2 separate regions of the Mus musculus genome follow, and region 2 is linked to region 1. Evidence: chromatin contacts called from public HiCAR-type data. All regions are on one chromosome and are shown on one strand. The core of a region is the stretch at or near the end of the contact, and the rest is flanking DNA. Distances in the headings are between cores, read along the strand shown. Region 1 overlaps St8sia1 (ST8 alpha-N-acetyl-neuraminide alpha-2,8-sialyltransferase 1). Region 2 overlaps St8sia1 (ST8 alpha-N-acetyl-neuraminide alpha-2,8-sialyltransferase 1).

Region 1 (6,843 bases), core at 1,355-3,854:
TAACATAGGGAAGGAGAGAGGAGAAGAGGGGAGGGGGTCTAGAGGGAGGGAGGGAGAGAGAGAGAGAGAGAGAGAGAGAGAGAGAGAGAGAGAGATTGAACTAAAACATGAAGGATAATGAATCTAAGCTGCCATGGCCTCCCTTGGGAATCATGGGGACAGGAAGTTGACACCAACTCTTGCTGTGTACATCGTATATGGTAACCACATCCAGTGGTCAACATCAAGGTGACATTTCCCACCATCTTGATAGGAAAACTAAACTATAACTCATCTTGAGAGTATGACTCAAAAGGCAGGTGACAGAGAGATATGTGTAGGTTTATTTCACCAAGCTCAGGCACCCAGGAGGGCACTGCTTGGAGGAGGCAGGAACCTGGAGGTTCCAAGACTGCTTAGACCCACATGGGAAACCAGGTACCACCTCTGAGTTTTCTCTATACAGCTGCCTAGTCCACGCCACATCCTTCATCTCTTCATCCTAACCCGAAAGACCCCATGGCAACACATCTCCTGGTATCTTGAAACAGTTGCTAAGATAACACACATTTGAAAGTGAGAGATATCCAGAGGAGCTCTAATTACACAGAAGCAGGATATCACACCATAAAACTCTCAAGCAACTGTGAGTCATTGATTGAGTCCCAACAGCTTCAACCATAAAGCAAATCCAGGAAGGCTTTTAACACAACAGAGAGACTGACCGTCTAGATAAACAAGCAACCGTAAAATGCAATTCTTCTTTTGTGCTCCCACAAGTGAGAGTCAAGGGCTGCTATTCAAATGCTCACAATATTACAGCTCACTTCTTTATGTTATTTATTCTTTTGCCATAACAGCAGAAGAAACTACAAATGCTAGCAGCAGCGAGAACCCCAACAAGGAGGAGGCGCGGGATGCCGTCCTTATTACAGTGAGCAAGGTTCAGTAGTCGGGATAACCTTTTCATTTGTGCCATGTGTCAATCATTTATCTCTGGGATGTGTGTGAAAATGTCAGAGGACATGTTAAGGCTGAGAATAAGGCAGATACTAGACACTATTACTATTCGTGTGTGTGTGTGTGTGTGTGTGTGTGTGTGTGTGTGTGTGATGTACAGATATAAGACTCTCCCACTTACACAACAGGAGTTGTATAGGGCTGAGACTAAATCTTGTGGCCTCACATTTAGGAGTTTATAGACATATTCTGGACTTCGGAATTCCAGACTTTCAAAGACACAGCACAGGAACTGTGAGGTATTTGTTATCTCCATAGATTCAGGGACTCTGGAAGTCCACCCATATAGACAGAGAAAAGAACTCTGCGTATGATCGTATGCAGGGTCACACCTGGGCCACAGTGACCAGACTCTGCCACAAGATTAGCAAGTGCAATCCTAGGCAAAAAAAAAATCAAAGCAAAATATGTTTGGTGATTCAAAATTTTAAATTATTGGCAAATTTTCATGCTGAGGCTCCTGTCGTTGCAAGGCTACTAGCTCAGCCCCCAGTGGAAGACAACAACTGTGATAGGGCAGAGATAAGTGGCAGTGGGGGCTTCTAGCTCAGCCCTCAGTGGAAGCCAGCTCCTCTGTTGGACAAGAGGGTCATCAAGAACAAAGGTATAGACCCCTCTGTCCCCGTGGATGCTGAGAGCTTGGGAACTATGGTCACCTCCCTTGTCACCTTGCCTCTTCCTCTCCTGAGCATACAACAGAATCAAGTTTCCAAAACTTCTAAGAGGATTTACTGCTGACCCGATTAGCCACATCAACCTGGGCTGCAGGTGTCAAACATTGTTAATTTGCTTCCACCCCTGATGTGGGCTGCCTGGAGCTCACATTTCTGACTACTCTGGGCAGGAAAAAACACACAACAGCATCCTCAGTCTTTGTTACTGCAGACTTGCCCTTGAGAGTTCAGACAAAGCTTTACAGCCCTTGATCTCTGGGCTTTTTGATGAGAAGTAATCTTACCTGGTTCTGGCGGGGAAGCGTCTATACCACAACACTGTATTTCATAAGGTAAAAACCATTGGGGAAGCATCTATACCACAGCACTGTATTTTATAAGGTAAAAACCATTCAGTGGACTCGTGACTGATTTTCTCATTAGATCTTTCCTGACAATGATTTGCCAGTGGAAGAGTCTATGAACTTGGTATTTTCAAACATGAAAAAAATAAAACTATAGATGTCTGGCTTCCCAGCGAAGAAGCACAAAGGACACTACCTGAACATCTGCCATTTTAGAGAATTAACTCTCTACCTTTATTAAGATTTATTTATTTATTCATTCATTTATTTATTATGTGTATGTTCTTGCTTGCATTCAGTGTCCATGGAGACCAGAGGAGGACACCAGCTGTCCTGGACCTGGAGTAACAGTTAGCTGTGTGTGGGTAAGTGTGCATCAGAACCTGAACTCAGGACCCTGCAAGGGCATTCAGGCCTCAAGGGTGAGAGTCTCCCGTGCCCCCTCCTTTTTCAAAGTCATAAACGTGAACAATCTGGTTTAGGCACACAATTTTTTAAAAATATACTTTGGCAAAGCACTAAGAGTCATCTTCTGAGAAAAGCTCTCTCATGTAAAAGCTTTCCTTCTGCTGGGATGACTCGCTCTTCACCTAGCTTAATTTTTACTGAAGTGTGATTAAAATCAAGCAGCAGCCGCCCTCACTTGGGAGCTTGAGAATCAACAAATTCTTAAGTCGCGGTTGACTCAAAAAGAGAATTCCTGTTTGAGTATTCATTAGCAGTCTCTGCATTCTCTCTCCTTCCTCCATGAAGCAATTTTATTTTCCACATGCATGTGCACACACACATACACACACTTAAAGCACTGATCTAATTGGTGGTAGAGTGGGGTGTCATCTCTTGCCAGACACAATGAAATTAATTAATGTTCCTATTAAACATTTCTATCATAACCCAAATCCCTTCTGAGCTGAAAGTTAAAGGTCAAATACATTAAATAGTGGACTAGGCCCAAAGCTGAAGGCCTAAATCTCAATAAGCAGGATTGAATAATACCCAATCTCTTAAGAGTAAGGTGCTACTCTAGAATGTTCTAAAGGATGATTCTGGAGAGGCTTCTACTTAGGAACACATATTTTACTAAAAATAATGCTAAACAGATGCACACAGCTATACACACATAGACACATACATGCACATAGACACACACACACACACACACACACACACACACACACACACACACACACACTTGTTTAGCTACATCATTTAACCAGACTCACATAAAGTTACATACGACATACCAGTGAATTGTCACTATAAAATAACGAAAGGCCACAGAGATCCTGTTCATGACATCAGCGTTATACCTGTGGCCTAAAGGACAGAGCACAGGAGCAGTCAAGCTTTCCTTTTGGTCTAGCCTGGGGTTCCTCAGCCTTCACACAACTAACACTTTACTGAGTCATTCTCTGTGGCAAGGGGCTGACCTGTGGTTACTGGACCAGCATTCATGGTCACTCCCTACTACAAGTGTGAGCACTCTTGGTCATAACAATTGAAAGTGTCCTCGGGGTCCTGATGGCACCTGAGGGAAGGGCAGTCTGCTCGGGTAAAAAGGACAGACAGTGTTGGCCAGATCTGTTCTGACATTCAAATCCCATAGAGAGTGGCTTTAAAACTGCACAGACTAAACACACGGACCTGTTCTAGGAACCAGATGGAGAGCTAAAGCTCCCAGACAGTTCTCTCAGTGCACAGTGGTCTGTTATGAGCTTCTTGCTTAGATTTTGACCAATTAATGTATTCATCTGAACACATCTTTAATGAAATCTTTGTATGTGATGTTTTCTTAGCCCTTTTACACTTCTGATGAAGTCTACTGATGAACATGTCTTCTTCCTTAGATAATGGTTAAATACCAGTAGCTCAAAACGAGATTGTAGTCAGGGTTGCGCAGATACGAATAACACAGCTCATGCTGCCTTCTAGATATCCTGATGCTGTCACACAAACGGAAACACTAAGCCAGCTCTGCACAGCAGCGAGCGGACCATCAGGCCGCCCAGTTTCCTCAGTTCAAATGCTATCCATAGAGTAGCCTGAATATTGGATCACTTTTGGAAATCCCCCACCCCAAGGGTACATCTCAGGGGCTTGCTTGTCTTGTAAGTTAACCTTCCTTTTAAAGCCCCCTGCTTTTCATAGACATGGTCGATACACCGAGTTTCTACCTCCAAGATGAGGCAGAACTTGTGAGTCGTTTTCACCTCTATCATGACGACAGTTGAAAAAATAAAATGGGTTCGTACATCTCCTCAGAGCTTAGCACATCTCACAGCACAAAGGTCATAAGAGAACCCCCTTCTCACCCCCTTACCTACAGTAAGCACACTGGGCCAGAATCTGCCAGGAAAGCTCCCGAGCTATGTCAAAGCTGATGTACCAAGCTGCTTAAACGGCCCCACCCACTCGGCATTAAGGACTTAAACGGCTGGTGGTTCCTACCTGCTTCCTTGAAAGAGCCACATCACATGTCACTAGGCTCAACACAGGGCCCATTCATGAAATTTTGGGGTGCAGGGAGGCACTATGAGTAAGAGAGGGGTTCACATTCTGATTTATGTATTTGAGGGTCAGCCTTGCACCCTGTGCTGACAGGCAAGCTGACAGCAACTGCCATGCCAGCCTGACTGTGTCAACATGGAATGGAGCCCACACTACATGTGGCTCTCCAATACTGGTTACAGACTCTAGGCCATGCACACTCAGTACTGATGGTTTCATGAGAATAATCTTTGATTACTTTGTAGAAAGTGTAGAGAGTGTCAAAGTGTATGTGTCTATATTCATGTGTGTATACATATATATGTACATATATATGTATACAAGATAATCCATGCATGTATACATATGCGTATACACGCATGAGTTATCGTGGAAGGAAATATTCATGTTAGAGAGGAAAAGGCCCTGCCTTTGTCTATCTTAAAGATGAAGCTCTCACTCTCTGTGAGCTACGTCACCTCTCATTAAATGATGAGGGCGCTTCTGCTACTTTATAAGTAAACAGTGTACTTGCAGGTCTAGTGATTCTATGAAAATAACAGAGCCAATGGGTTGATGTAATGGGGACCTAAAATTTAGTTTCCCTCTCAACTTCTGATGTGAAGAAATGGCTCGTGTGATCTAGACAATAGATCAACACAGTCTAAACTCAACAGAGCTTCATGCTAAGTAGACTTAACCAAAAGGAGGTAAGAAGTGATTCTTATTTAAAACCGTACTAGTGGAGGGGACTATAGTCATCAAAGACTTGTTTTAACAAATCACAATAATCAGCAGGAAGGGTTTTGTAAGTCTATACCATTACCCACCCATAGCCCTGAACAGGGCAAAAATCAACAATAATTTTTTTTAAACCTATAGTTCTAATGCCAGTCTCAATAAGACGGATCTTTAAAATGATTATGATGCCAGTGTATATTGACAGTCAGCAATATCCCAGCATCTCCCACAGGCTGCCATGATGGGCCCCTCGGCCTCAGCAACAAGAGTTCATCTGGTCCTCGAATCACATCTTCTTGATTTGAATCACAGACATGTGCTCTGCCATCATCGTCTCCTTGGGGTTGTCCCGCTTGCAAATCCACAACACTATAAAAACATTCCCCGGGACACTTTATTTCTTGTTGTTCTCCAAGCCAACATCAAAAGCAGTTTTGCTTAGGTTTTGTTTGTTTCCTATCATGCCAATCCATGACACACTTTGGCAGTTCTTTTTAGAAGTCACATTAAAAAAAAAAAAACCTAGCAAAAATATCCCCCATCCCGTCCTTTCTTCTTCTGCAGTCCCTAGGAAGTGGGCTGTGGTGACGGCTCCTCACACGGGTCCAGCTGCATCCTCAGCGCGCCGATTTTGTGAAGATACCAAAGCTGAAGGAATTCCTCAGGCATGGCATGGTAGCCTGAGAAGGGCAAGACGTTGTCATAGTAGTGGTGACTGATAGGGTCCCCTTGCATGTTCACCGAGAAGGGCCAGAAGCCATAGATGGACACCTCCTCACAGAGGCCCAAGGCTGCACTCACCAAAAAGAGTCCTGTAGACAAGCGCTTGGCGTGGATCCCCCTACTCTTCCAGAACTTTCCAATGTTCCGAAGAAAGTTGGGGTTAGCAAAAAGCACTGTTTGATTGGCTCCAACATCTTTCAGTGTGTAATACACACGGAGAGACGGCTCTGTGCCTGTCTTCATAGAAAAGGCAGGCATGTAGATGTAACTGTGGTTATAGATCTTCATGTTGTCCACAAACTTCTTTCTGGACCACAGCAGGTTTTCAAATCTATGGGAAACAAAAGTTCCAATTAAACCTCAGACACGGAGACAGATCAAAGCCCGCTCGCTCACCCAGTCCTCTGAAGGCTCGGGTCGTTCATCAAACAGAACGCGTGAAAAACACTTTACTCGGAACTTCTCATCAAATACCCCAACTTATCAAACACTCCTACCTTGAACTCGTCAACATTCCTCAATGAAGCTCTGCTAGACTAAAGTCAACTGCTTATTTTGTTCTCTCTTAGAGTGTAAAATGATTTAACATTTGTGAATTCATAAAGATTGGAGGCTGGGGTGGTGGCGGCGGCGGTGTCAGTAAAAGCTACACGTGTGGTGTGTCAGAAACATAAGACTGGTTTCTTCATCTGAACATTAACAGGAATTACTTGTAAGACCTCATGTTCTAGGAATGTTTAGTTGGCCAATGTTCTAACTTTAAGACTATATGTGGGGCATGTTATTGCGCTGCTAGACAGGCCTAAGAACGGTGAGGTGGGGCATATTTAAAGTCCCCGAATCTCAGGGATCTGAAGTAGGAGTGGAGCAGCCCC
Region 2 (6,484 bases), core at 3,133-5,632, 90 kb after region 1:
AATCCTAGAAAACTTATGCCACAATCTAGAACTCAACTCTAGGAGTGGCATCTTGGCTCCTGCTTCTCTCTTCTAGTGTTAGAAGCACCAAACTCCCTTGACAAACTATCTTTTTACCTAAAGTACCCAGGGTGATTTCTACACATGTCCTACCCTAAGACGCCTAGTCTCAGGACCCAGCACATGAGCAAGGGAGATATTAGCACTGGCCATCAGAGATTATACCACACACTGATAAATTAGTCTACACTGCTACTCTGTAAAGAGATAGGACCCATGTTTCTCTCCCCATCATACAGAGACAAGAGCTGAGTCTCAGAAGAGATGGGGTGCGTTATCCAACAAGTTTCGTTGGTAAAAGATAGAGACATCTTTTCCACTTTCCTTTGATAGTAGGAGTCCTCCACAGCACAAAGCAACCAAGTACAAGAAGCACACGAGGATTGGCACAGAAGTAAAGCTTGATTTCCTAGCATGTGTGTACCAGAGAATGTGTGTGCGTGTATGTGCTACAGTGTGGTACAGTGTGCTGTGCCTGTAGGTGGTGCATATGCATGAGCACATGAGTGTGCACTCCCATGAGCACACACTTAGAGGCCAGAGGGTCTCCGGTGTCTTCTACCATTCTCTGCCTGCATGTCTTGAGGCAGGGCCCCTCATTGAAGTAGAAGATCACTGATGTAGCTAAGCTGGTTGGCTAGTGAGCTCCTGGGACCTACCTGTCTCTGCTACCCACCCCCAGTCCCATCCCAATGCAGGGGTTACAGGTGCATGCAGCCATGCCCAGTTTATACATAGACACTGGGGAGTTAAACTCAGGTCCTCACACGTATAGAATAAGTGCTCTTGCCACCAAGCCAGCTGCCCAATCTATATTTCCTAATTTCTATTTGCTTCATCCTATTTATATCAGTGTTTGCCAGCAAATGTGCATGTGAGCTACATGCATGCCTGGTGCCCACGGAGGTCAGAAAGGGAGTCAGATCCATGGGAACTGGAGTTATGGGCATTGTGAGCCACCTAGTAAGTGTAAACGCAGGTCCTCTCCAAGAGCAAGAGTTGTTCTCCCTCTTTCCAACCTCCTATTTACTGTTGGTTCCCTCCTGCCCTGCTCTTTAAGCAGCATACCTTCTAAATCTATGCAATTATACTGTGCAATTACTTCCCCATCCCCCCTCCTTCCCTCTTCCCATCCCTCTCTGTCCCCTAAATATCTCTTCTCTCTGCTTTCATGTCACATACACCCCACCATCCTTTTCTGTCCTTCCCCATATCCTCTAGGTCCTTCCTCACTCTCATATGCTCATGTGCTGCACATACACACACACACACACACACACACACGTGCGCACAGACAGACACAACCAGACACACACAGAGAGACACAGAGAGAGACACACACAGATACACACAGAGACAAACATAGGCACATGCACAGACACACAGAGATAGACACACACAGACAGAGACAAACACGCAGACATACATACACACAGACAAACACAGAGACACATACACACAGACAGACACATACACATACAGAAACATGCAGACACACACAGAGAGACACACACAGAGAGACACACACAGACAGACATACACACAGACACGATACACACACACACTCATGTGCGTGCTCATGCTACAATTCTGCAAGAGAGAAAACGTGTAATATCTACTTTCTGAGTTTGTTCTATTTCACTTAACATGACGATCTCCGGTTCTGTTCATTTTCTCACTAATGACATGATTTCATTTTTCTTCACACACGGACCACAGCGTCTTTACCCATTCCTCTGCTGACAGACATGAAGGCTGGCTCTATTTCAGTTACTGTGAGCAATGCAGAAACAATGTACCTATGCAGGTATCTCTGTGGTGTGCTCACTTAGAAGCCTTTGGGTATATGCTCAGCAGTATGGGCTCACTTTGCAGAGGCCGTGACTCTGGATCTAATGGGACAAATGTACAGGCCCTCTTTTTTAGGGCTGTGCTTGTTACTTATGCGTTTCAGGTTACTTGAAGCTCAGTCCTACTATCTAACCCTGACTGACCATTGATCCTCTTTCAAGGCAACCATTTGGCCAATCTAAGGTTACCCAAAAGACTTGGGAAGACCAAAATTCGTTTCTTAGCTTCTCCCTAATGGCTGTTTACCAAAGATCTCCCCACCCTCCGCCAACAGGTCTCTAAAATAAAACTTGTCTTTTTCAAACTAGTTAATAAAAATTGTGTTACTACAGTGTTCAGAAAGCCAAGCAGGAAAACCCTGAGGAAGCAGACTGGCTTAGAGCACTTCCAAGGTGCTCAGACTGAATCCTTTCTCTCCGTATCCAAGAGTCCTCCACCCCATAGCAAGAATCAAGCCACAAGGACAGCAAGCTAGGATCCTGGGAAGCCACAGGGTCCCCATTCCCCAGTGGCAGCGTCAGTCCTAAGAAAACATTCCAGCATCTGAAATCTTCACCACTGCCATCAGAACACGAGGATGCCAGCATGGCCTGACCAGCCTTTGCCTTACTCTCATCCTATTGCGGTCTAAGTGACAGATAGCTGAGGATCTATACGGTCCTTCTTGCTAATATTTTACTTCCACCCTTGCCTCAAAGCAGGAAACATGGAAAGACACGAGAAAAAGGTATGCAAGATTAAGATGAGGAAAGAAGATGGGAGAGGAGAGCCCAGTGGGCTAGCAGAGCCGTGTAACCCCCATCCTATCAGTCGTGAGAAACAGAGTGAATCATATCACAATGCAACAGACTCCACTCACCTGGGGGAAGAGGGAGTACGTGGAATTATCGATGGTGAACGAGTATAAGAGCTCCCCATCGTACCACAGGCTCTTCCCCATGGGGGAGTTCATCTTAGTCATAGCAAAGAGATGGGCAGGGTCACAGCAGTCTTCCATTTGTCTCCTAGGAGAGAAAAAGACGAGAACGGCAGGTTAAGTGAGCAGCCGGGTCACTCATTTGTCATCCGCACAGGAATGTGCGGCCTCACCCCAGTGCCAGCTCACTCTGCAGACTCCACAGAGCAGATCACACTCTGAGTGACTCCCACTCCCAGTCACTGAGTAATATTTCACTTAAAAATATTTCAGGAAAACATTCTAGCTCTCAGGTGTGTCTGAAATATGTTCAGAGGCAAAACATATGCATGACCCTTGGAGATGCATGGATTAGTCCAGCCATCTGGGTCCTGGAAAGACTTGAGCTGGCTCTGAAGGGCAACTAGGCTTTTGTGGCAGCAGAAACACACCTGCCGTCAGGCTGTAACTATCGGGTGGTTAAAAACAGTGTGGACGAATGCTACAGGCGAATGAAATGGCGTGGTCCAAACTAATATGCCAGAAACTAAGGGCTCGATTACAGAGAGGACCTCAGCAGCCCCTCTGAATAGAAGCAGGCGTGAAAGGAACACTATGGTCTAAGACAATGGCGAGGCAAACTGTCTTCAGCACTCCTTTAACGTAAGCCTCTGTGGAAACTGACAGTTGAACACTCTGACCTCTGCCTTGGCTGTTCACCCTCCGTGTTCGAAATAGCGCCCTCGCTCAGGATTGCCTGCCCTGAATGTTCTACCCTGTAGACTCCTGTTGGTTCCTCAACTACTGGCCTTGTTACTGCTCTATGGGTAAACCCATCAGGCGCTGAGCTTTAATGAGGAAATGAGCTGGCACTTGGGAAGACAAACTGCAGACACGATGGCACACCTCGAGTGCACCAGGAAGCACCTACTAAAGCACACTGCTGGTGTGACCGTGAGTTGCCAGAGGAGAGTAACTAACATCTCATTAGACATGCTAGGTTATCTTGGCTGGCCTCCCCTTCACACTAGTTTCAATGGGAAGAGGGCAGGGGATAAAAGTCTTACCCCCTACCATCCCCCACATCAAAGATGTTAATGCCATATTTTGCAACTATACCAGCATTCCATTGATCATAGACTGTTCTTCCCTTTCCTGTCCCACCCACCACCATCGACATCATTGCCATTATCATCAGGCTCTCTTTGTGTATACCAGGCTGGTCTTAAGTTCATCACCCTCCTGACTACTGAATGCTAAGGACTATTCACAACCATGCTCAGCTCACAAGTTATCCCTATATTTTGTCAAAAGAGCACTCTAGTAAGCTACATGATAAAAAACAATCTCTTAATACAGAGAGACGTCCCACCCGCGTGAATGTAAACTTTAGGGAGAATGCACTGAGTTTGGGTTTCCTGTCACGGGTCTGGTGATATCTCATTTTCTTTTGTTCTTTGAGCAACGAAAATTATTGTGAGTGTCATTAAATTCCATTTGCATCTACAAAAATGCACCACCTGTGGTTTAAAGACATGCCTGGGCCACAGGAAGAACACACATGCAGACCTCTGCGACCATGTCTAGGCTGTTTCCTCTCTGTTTGCCAATTGCTCAGAGCCATACCAACCCACTTCCCCTTTCTTTACCTAAGGAATCTTTTGCACAAATGGGCCCAGTGCCTGCCAGACAGCACACGCCTTCTGGACAGGGCTTCCACTCGGTTCCCACCATACCATGGAGCTGGGCAGCCTTATGATTCTCTCCCCACAGTCTGTCTCAGCTCACACAACCAACACCATGGCTGGATGGGGCTCTCTCTCAAGTCTTTCCGGCTTTCACCAGACCCTTGCATCCGGACTGAAGCTCTCACCTGGACTCCACTTTAACTCAGTATAAAGAATCACAAAGGAAACCTTGCCAATGTCGAGTGACAGCACTGCCTTCTGCCTGGCACCTGACAGCTTACAAATCACGTTCATGTGTGTTTCCTCTCTGAATTATAAAAAGCAAAAACAAAACCCAAAACAAAAACAACCACACAGGGAAAAAAAAATCCAGGCACATTTTTATGAAGTCACAGACAATGAAACCAGTGTCTAAGCCAATAGTTACACGAGTTTGATAGGCTAATGAATGACTTCTTATTCCTTTAAGGGGAGAAAGCAGAATTAGACGAAAAAAAAAAATAGCAGGATAGCAGGTGTTCCTCGAGGACAAATGTTTCCAGAAACATTGCAAATTTGCAATCTTGTTGCTCTCTTCAGTGCAGGCGCCTCTCCAACATTTTCTCTCTCTCTCCACAAATCCTCCACACCCACCTGTCCTGCTGACCTATGAGGTGCTAAGGGCGCACAAAGAGAAGATGCCCACGCACATGCCTCAGACCGGAGGGGCCTAACCCAGCTCGCCACCTACAGAGACCACGGCAACAACTTCGAAAGCAGCAGTTGAACCAGGGACACTCTGTACTTCCAGCACTGGGTGGCTGAGGCAGGAGAATAAGAAATTTACAGCCACCCTGGGCTACACAAGAATAAAAACAAAGCGGAGCCATTAGGTGCATCGGCTGGAATGTCATCATAGGATGTGTAATGAAGGGTTTGTTTTGTTTTTAATTCTTAGGTAACATTGTGGTAGGCTCTTCAGATGTGAAAGTAGACTCAAAAATTAAGAAAGCAAGATCTGCCTTCAGAAAACATAAGGAAAGGGCAAACAAGCTTAAGCTACAACCACAGATTAACCAACGAAACCACAGCAATCTTCAGGGCTCTGCACAAAAAAAAGGAACAAACAAGAAAATGGAAAAGCAACTTACACAGAGAGACAGACAGACAGACAGAGAAACAGGGAGACAGAGAAACAGGGAGACAGAGAAACAGGGAGACAGAGTCAGAGAGACACAGGGAGCACCAAGAATGTGTCTAGTAAGTTAAGGCAAGTTTTATAAGGAACTCTTCCAGCTCAATAGTCGGAAAACCAATAATGTCATAGCCAGGAACCAAACAGAAACTTGTCCCCAAAAGATGCAGAGATGGAAAACAAGGCCAGGAAGGCTCAAGGGTAAATGTGCTTGCTATGTAGGCCTTATGGCATGGTTTGATACCTGGAACCCAGGGTTGACATGGAGAGGGGAGGGGTGCTGGATATGGCAGCATACATTTGTGGTCTTGATCCTCCCACTATGGAATGGGATGCAAAGACAGAGTCAGGTGATGGAAGAGGATAGGTCAGCTATCCTGAAGCATGCTGGGCAGTCGCAAGGAGGCCTTGCCTCAAGAGCAAGGCTGAAGGAAGAGAAGTAATGGAACCTACTTCAGCCTGCCCCCGACCTGCCCAGGCTCGCCAGGGTTTCCTTCCTCTCACTCTGCCTCACTTTTTTTGGTTTTCCATCTCTCTCACGCATACACAATTACTTTTTTTCAAAATTAAAAGCAGCAGGCAACAGTCACCCAGAAAGAGACTTAGCTTCCTTCACCATCAGGGAAGTGTGTGGTGAAGCCCCGGAGAGTCATAGCCCACACCTGTACTGATAGCCATCTCCAAAGAGCAAACAGCAAGAAACATCTGGGTAAAGAGAAGGAGCCCCACGCACTGCTGATACAAATACAGTGTCATAGGCACTGTGGAAGAGAATACAGAGGCTCCGCAAGAAACCGAAAAATGAAATTCTCACAT

The links. HiCAR-type assays count read pairs that join an accessible place to other places.
Region 2: a HiCAR-type map of Th17 cells shows a contact between it and region 1, with 2.2 times the contacts expected there. The contact joins two enhancer-like sites. A contact is called at or near these places in 2 of 39 promoter capture datasets (the 3T3-L1 cell line and the HPC-7 cell line), 1 of 15 datasets of contacts at CTCF or cohesin (the G1E-ER4 cell line), 1 of 484 Hi-C or Micro-C datasets (the G1E-ER4 cell line) and 3 of 115 datasets of contacts at active chromatin or transcription factors (CD8 T cells, Th17 cells and embryonic stem cells).

What each region holds. Positions count from the first base shown.
Region 1 is chr6:142,822,972-142,829,814 of GRCm38.p6, forward strand. It overlaps St8sia1 (ST8 alpha-N-acetyl-neuraminide alpha-2,8-sialyltransferase 1), which reads right to left. Exons shown (of 5, transcript NM_011374.2): 5 at 1-6,299. The coding sequence ends at 5,813. It overlaps Gm7457 (predicted gene 7457), which reads left to right. Exons shown (of 7, transcript NR_045707.1): 4 at 840-922; 5 at 2,317-2,382. Among named protein-coding and RNA genes, the nearest start is that of Gm7457, 12 kb to the left of the region's middle. Within about 2 kb of position 2,605, at least 4 of the 459 cell types and tissues checked have an H3K27ac peak or open chromatin away from gene starts, as enhancers often do. A contact at or near this core is called in Th17 cells, where this site is marked.
Region 2 is chr6:142,911,254-142,917,737 of GRCm38.p6, forward strand. St8sia1 (ST8 alpha-N-acetyl-neuraminide alpha-2,8-sialyltransferase 1) reads right to left here. Exons shown (of 5, transcript NM_011374.2): 2 at 2,771-2,915. Among named protein-coding and RNA genes, the nearest start is that of St8sia1, 50 kb to the right of the region's middle. Within about 2 kb of position 4,383, at least 89 of the 459 cell types and tissues checked have an H3K27ac peak or open chromatin away from gene starts, as enhancers often do. A contact at or near this core is called in Th17 cells, where this site is marked.